Linked DNA regions of Sus scrofa: region 1 is linked to region 2. The links are chromatin contacts, called in public promoter capture Hi-C maps. All regions are on one chromosome and are shown on one strand. Each heading gives the region's core, a stretch centred on a gene start, on an enhancer-like site or on the middle of the called end of the contact. The rest is flanking DNA. Distances are from core to core; before and after follow the strand shown. Region 1 holds the start of CLDN12 (claudin 12). Region 2 holds the start of SRI (sorcin).

Region 1 (3,571 bases), core at 783-3,282, 2.0 Mb before region 2:
TTTCAAATCTTCAGAACTTCAGAACACCCATGCAGAATCCTAATCAATCACAATGAGTTAGGGGGCAAATACTTGGAGTATCGATGTAACTGATATTTCTCCAATGAAGCTGCCCTGTACCCCTGATTCTTACAATTCAAATGGAATGAGAAACAAGATCAGGATGAACGACTTTATTAATAAATTTCTGTAGTTCTTAAGTCTACAGACTATAAAACAATATTTTTTTCAGTATCAAGTGTGTTCAAATTTATCCTGCATCAAACCAGTACAAGGGTTATACCAGTCCCCTGAATTGGCTCCCATCCCAGAGTAGATTAACTAAAAGTCCTATTTGGAGAGCCAACAAGTATACCATGGCCTTTTTCAGAAAGGAAATACTATTAATCTCAATTTAAATAAATTCAACCTCAGTGCTGGAATTAATGCCCAAGCTCTTTTTAACTTTCTTTGACTGCTCTACTTTTTATGCCCTGCTCTTAGCTCCACATATGTATGATTTGATAAGAAGTAGTAAAATCCCACTAGAGAGAGGAAGTAATATTTTAAAGATGGTGGAGAAAAGAAATATGTTTACATTTAAAACTGAAAGATAATGTTGACTCGTGGATTCAGATTTGTTCATAATGGGAGGGTAAAAAGGCTTTTACTCTCGAGCTATACCAATTAGTTAAGAATCTGAAATAATTTTTTCAAGTGCAAATCTAATCATCTCAATACTTTTCTTACCATTCAATGGCTATTTCCCTCAGAATAAAGTTTCTAAAGTTTCAAATCCTTCCCATAGTTTCCAAAGTTTTAAATCCCACCATCTGGGTTCTGCCAAATTCTCAATCCTTATTGCATCACTCTCCCACCTTACATATTACCGTCTATGTAGCCATACTGCTTTCCTTTTTAACTTTTCCAATTCTGTTTTTCAATTTAGCTAAGAGCTTTTCTCCCTGCTGTTCTTCCTCCTAGAACTTTCTTAATCCCATCTTAGCTAATAGGCACTCATCTTTCTAGCTTCCAAGGAGGCTGGCCCTAAACCTCCCCTCTTCTCTCCACCCTTCATCTTCCCCCTGCCTCTAGTTACACGCTCTGGTTGCACCTTTGTACTTTTTCTTTGGTAGTGAGTGATTATGCTTATATTCCTTGTTCAGTATTTATCTTTCCCACCAGACTGTAAATTCCAGGAGGACAGAGAGCCTTCTGTTTTATTTACTGTGTCCAAGACTGGCACATAGAAAGCACTCAATTATTTGTTAAATGAATGAACAAACATGCATGGCTTGTCGTTTCCATCTGGGAGGCAGTGGGGTACTGCAGCCCAGGTGATCAAAGACCCAACTGCCAGTCATAAACTACCATTTGCAAATTGGGAAAGTCACCCACAGCCTCTGAATCTCGAATTTCTCAAATGCCCCCCAGGGTAGTTGTGAGATCACAAATAGTAAAGCTTTTTTTTTTTTTTTAAACAGAATATGGTCAGATATTTAAGTTTATGACCATTGTTGGTAGGCTTATTTGAAAGTATTCTGAGAGTAGTTACTGACCAAATCAGACCAGAACTCTATTCAACACACAGTTTCACATATGTCATTTAACTATATATTCCTCAATGACTTGCAGAGTTGATGGATAAAACTTGGGACACAACTGAAGGTTATCAAAGATATTTTCAGTAAAAATATTTTCAAAAGGATACCTTTTCTGTGGTTTTGAATAGAGGTCAAAGGAATCTGGAGCAAGATTAGTGGCTAAGAGCTTTAGGAACTCCTAGACTCATTACTGTATTTTTTCAGGAACAATTCCAAGGACTAGCTGTATGAGTCACAGCATCTACATTAATTCTTGGGAGTAACACTAGCAGCCCCTCCCTTCTACCTGTAATTTGGCTTTTATTAGAAACTGTAGGTCATCGTCATTGCTCTCACAAGAGAGGTCTGTCCCCTATTTTTCTAAACAAGAGAAAAAAGTGTCATCTGATATACAAAAGCAAAGGAAGTATAAGATATAATCAAAGATGTACTTACTCTTTGAGGTACTTAACAGTTCTAAAACAATTTTAATCAACTTAGAAGAAACAGATGCACATCTCAAAACACAGCAGAAATGATCTGGGCCTAAAGAAATAGGAAAAATACTCTAAGTGAATACAGTGCTTCTTTAAAAACTCAATTTGAATTCACATGGAATTAGGAAAAATAGTCAGCAATTATCTAAAACCAATGAAATGTTAAACCAAAAAAAGGTGGGCAATAAACTTTTTTTTGTCTTTTTTGCTATTTCTTTGGGCCGCTCCCGCAGCATATGGAGGTTCCCAGGCTAGGGGTGAATCGGAGCTGCAGTCCCCGGCCTACGCCAGAGCCACAGCAATGCAGGATCCGAGCCGAGTCTGCAACCTACACCACAGCTCACAGCAACGCCGGATAGTTAACCCACTGAGCAAGGCCAGGGATCGAACCCGCGACCTCATGGTTCCTAATCGGATTCGTTAACCACTGCGCCACAATGGGAACTCCAATAAACTTTTTTTAAGTCAGTTTATTCTTAAATTCACACAATACCTATACATAAGATAAAGAAAAAAATTAACACTCATTTTGTGATTTGAGAAGATAGGGAAAACAGAGATAAAAATCACTTTGCTGTCTTAGAAATAAATGATCAATATTTAATTGAATTTTTTAGATCCTTTCATGACTATAGTGAAAGAATACAGAGGACTGATGAAACACTGTGCAGTTGTCATGGCCTAAGAGAAATTCAGGATGTTTCTTTTATACTTTTTCAAAGGACACCGACAACAAAACTAGTCCAAACTGATTTGTGCTGTGCCTCCTAAAATTTGCAACCAGAATTTTTTTTTTTTGAGTTTATAGTTCCAATAGCTCAACCCACCATTTAAATGTCCCATATATCTTTTTTAAGCATCAACAACTTCCTCTTCAAACATTATTTACCTCAAATAGGTAGGACGAGAATGAAAACTTGTAAATGCCTGACAGCTTCCTGGATTAATGCTTTCAGGGCTCGTCCTACTATGATCATTATGTAGAACAGTGTTCTCAACAGTCTCCACAGAAGAGCTTTCAATCAAGTTTTGGTTTCTGTTTTTTCCTTTTCCAAATGTTATGTTTGAGCTGCTATCAAGCATTAACTGCTCACTCTTTTTAGGGCCACACCTGCAGCATATGGAAGTTCCCAAGCTAGGGGATGAATTGGAGCTGCAGCTGTCGACCTACACCACAGCTCACAGCAACGCTGGATCCTTAACCCATTGAGTGGGGTCGGGGATTGAACCTTCGTCCTCACGGATACTAGTCATGTTGATAACCCATTGAGCCACAATGGGAACTCTCGACACTTTTCTTACAATAAAAAAACAAACAAACAAAAAACCCCAACAAAATAGGATCTCTGAGCAATCATTTCTAAGTGAGGTCATCCAGTCAAACCTTCTAATGTCCTGATGGGCTTCTGGCAAAACCTGTAACAGAATCTGGGCTTCAAAGGAAAACAAACCAAGCTCTCAGAGGAACTCGCACTCCCCCCACCCCCGCCCTCGCTTTGAGCTGTGTCCTTA
Region 2 (3,449 bases), core at 693-3,192:
TCAATGTACAGCATAAATTGGCACAACACTGTAAATCAACTATAATTTAAAAAAATTTTTAAACTAATGCTCATGAAAGTTCCTGAAGACAGACTTTTGAAATTTTTTGCCTAGATGTGCTTAAAAATGCCAATACAAGCTACTTTTGGTTTGCCACTCAATATCAAGTCCACATACTGAAACCAAGAAATAGTTCCCTAATCCCTTGAGTTCAAAGGACACTCTCCCTCCCTTTAGACTGCAGTCAGTGGTACAATGAAAAATGCTTAACAATTGGCTTTCCAAGAAAAAAATTATATTGCACATAAGATTATTACAAATTTTACTGATCTAAAGGATGTATAGTACACAATTTATAAATAATGAAACAACACACACTCTTTTTATTGTTAATTTCACACAGCCACTTGATTCTCACAGAATGCCTTTGCTGATTTTTGCAAACGTTTTTATCCATACCAAACCTATGACTGAAATTGGACTATGGCATTCCCGCCATGGCTTAGTGGTTAACAAATCCAACTAGCATCCATGAGAACACGGGTTCGATTCCTGGCCTCACTCAGTGGGTTAAGGATCCGGTGTTGCCGTGAGCAGTGGTATACGTCTCAGACACGGCTGGGATCCTATGTTGCTGTGGCTGTGATGCAGGCCAGCAGCTGTAGCTCTGATTTGATCCCTGGCCTGGGAACTTCCATATGCTACTGGTGGGGCCCTAAAAAGACGAAATTGAAAAAAAAAAAAAAAAAAGGGCTATGACTGACAGATGGAGTTACAGCCCAATCCACTGATACTTTACCAATAAATTTACTGCCAATTCTGACATATGACTTACTATTAAACATTATTGCTCACCTGCAAAAACTGCATTTTCGATAAACTTAAAATTTTCACCTTTAGGACCACTGATTGCAATGCTGTTTTCTTTTTTTGCTTTTTGCATAATTGCAGGGATTATAACATCGTTTGATTCTATATTATTATGTCCAAATTTGTGAAAATCATTTAAACCAAATTCATGTTTTAAAATTAAACTTAAATGATGCAATTTTTTTTCCCCATAGGTAGTTACTGGTAAACCTAGTTCTTCATAAGGCCTAGTAAATTGTTTTAATAAATCAAAATAATCTAAAGTGCTGGAAGAATGTTTCCTAAACTGGTTATAAACTTCACAATGTAACAGCTACAAACACAACACATTTTTGACTTATAATTTGTACTTATAAATAAAGAGACTGACATTGTTTTGTTGCCTTTCTAGCCTGGACTTGGAATTAACATGGAACATTTTCTCCAACATGTCAGATTCAAAGTCTAGGGGAGATAAGCAACAAAACAATAAAACCAATCTCTTCCTTGTAAGTATAAGTTGATTTCTATGGAGTAAATACTCCCACCATGGCCTATTTCAAGCTAGTAACATGATATGACTAAGCCTGGAGTTGGAAACTAATGTCCAACAGTACCTCCACCGCAAAGTTTAAGTGTAGAAAAAAAAAATTAAGAGGTGATGCATTTGGGGTGTTTAATACCTGTTTTCAGTAAGTTGAAAATTTATGATATTGACGCGTTTAACAAAGGGCTGCAAAAATTCCTGAAAACTGGCTTTTTCTGGCTAGTTCCCACACATGGCTGATGCAGTTCCCAGCTCTACAAGTCTTCAGAAATCTCTGACAGAGGCAATCATTCCAATGGAATGTCAAATATTGGCCTGGGTGTGTATTTAATACTGTTGCTGTTGGCACCTTTCTATCTCAGCTAAGGTAATGGCTTCCCACACTGAAACACGCCTATTTCACAGAAGGCCTCTCTGTGGCCTATGGAAAAGCTGCCTACACTGTGGACAGTGTTTATATCTGGTTACTGTACAATTGCCAAGGATCAGGAGGGCAATGTGATGATTGCTGCTACAGTTTATACTTTTCGATTCTTCTCTTTGGCCAACCTGCAAGGACATGCTCCTCTAAGAATCACCAGCTTCTACCTCTAAGACCTCATCTCAAGATGCAAGTAAGTAAAGATATGCATGTAATGTTAGTCCCCTAACGACTCAAATATCCTAATTTGCCTGATTAAAAATAAGAAAGCTCGTTATGTAATTCTACTAAGTACTTGTTTTTTGGGCTGAGAATATCTGTCAAGTTTATTTTTATATTATCTGAACACTTTCAGGCCTAAAACTGAAGAATGAAGTGTAGAAATGAACAAATATGGTAAAGGAAATTATTTTAAAATGAAAAATATGTGTTCTCAATCTTGAGATTTTTAAAGATATACAAAAATGATGACTGGATTTCTCCACTGTGTATATTAGCAAGACTAATTGAATATTAAAGTATATGTAGTTTGGGCTTCCTAGAGAATTCAGTTCTCCCAAATTTCCCTCATTTGACAAGAGAAAACCTTTCCTTTGTTTTTCATTTTGCTCTGAGAAAACTGGGACTAAAGTTATTCCCTTCCATTTTAACGAAATGGAAACAATACAAGGTGCTTGTAAAAGAATAATTCTAACAGATTCATCATAGCTTGTCATAAATTGCTAAAATATCTGAAGATTTTCTGCTCATATGTTTTAGACTGAGATAGATTATTCCATATAAGTCTTAGATACTTGACAAATACTGCATCAGTGTATAAAAGCACTGATCCTTTAATAATATCATAATTTCTGTTTTCCCAGACAAAATACAGAAATGAGAATCAATTGACCCATATTCCTTGCTCAGCTTTGCCACTGACTTCCCAGCATATGAAAACTGGCAAGTAACTTTCTGGGAAAAAAAAAATCATATAAAGTAAGGAGTTATCTTAAGAAATTCCCAATTGACATATAACTGACTTGTATGGGCTTCATCTAAGTTTGGCTTTCTAGAAATAGCTACTCCACCTTGGGTGTCTAAGAGTCAACATTATTTACAATAGCCAAGACATGGAAGCAAGCTAATATCCATCAACAGAGGAGTGGATAAAGAAGGTGTGGTACATATATACAATAGAACATCTCTCATCCATAATAAAGAATGAAATAATGCCACTTGCAGCAACATGGATGGACCTAGAACCTATCATTCTACGTGAAGTTAGTCAGACAGTGAAAGACAAACATCATATGACATCACCCATATGTGGAATCTGAAAAAAAAAAAAAGGAAAAGAAAAGATACAAATGAATTTATTTGCAGAACAGAAACAGACTAACAACTTTGAAAAACTTATGGTTACCAAAGGGGAGAGTTGGAGGATAGGACGGATGGATGGATGGATGGATGGACTGGGGGTTTGGGATTGGCATATGTACACAGAGGTATCTGGAACTATTGGCCAAAGGGGACCTGCATGTAGCACAGGGAGCTCTGCCCAGTATTCTGTGATAATCTGCGAGGGAAAAGAATCAGAGAAAATGGATGTGTGCACATGTATAACTGGGTCACTTTGTTGTATAGCAGACA

What was found. Promoter capture Hi-C pulls out the DNA fragments that hold promoters and counts their contacts.
Region 1: a promoter capture Hi-C map of liver shows a contact between it and region 2, with 16 times the contacts expected there. The contact joins the promoter of CLDN12 here to the promoter of SRI in region 2. A contact is called at or near these places in 1 of 5 promoter capture datasets (liver) and 2 of 2 datasets of contacts at active chromatin or transcription factors (alveolar macrophages and skeletal muscle).

The regions. Positions count from the first base shown.
Region 1 is chr9:70,500,373-70,503,943 of Sscrofa11.1, reverse strand. It overlaps CLDN12 (claudin 12), which reads right to left and starts at 2,032. Exons shown (of 2, transcript NM_001160079.1): 1 at 2,019-2,032.
Region 2 is chr9:68,513,740-68,517,188 of Sscrofa11.1, reverse strand. It overlaps SRI (sorcin), which reads left to right and starts at 1,942. Exons shown (of 8, transcript NM_001244143.1): 1 at 1,942-2,010. The coding sequence starts at 2,005.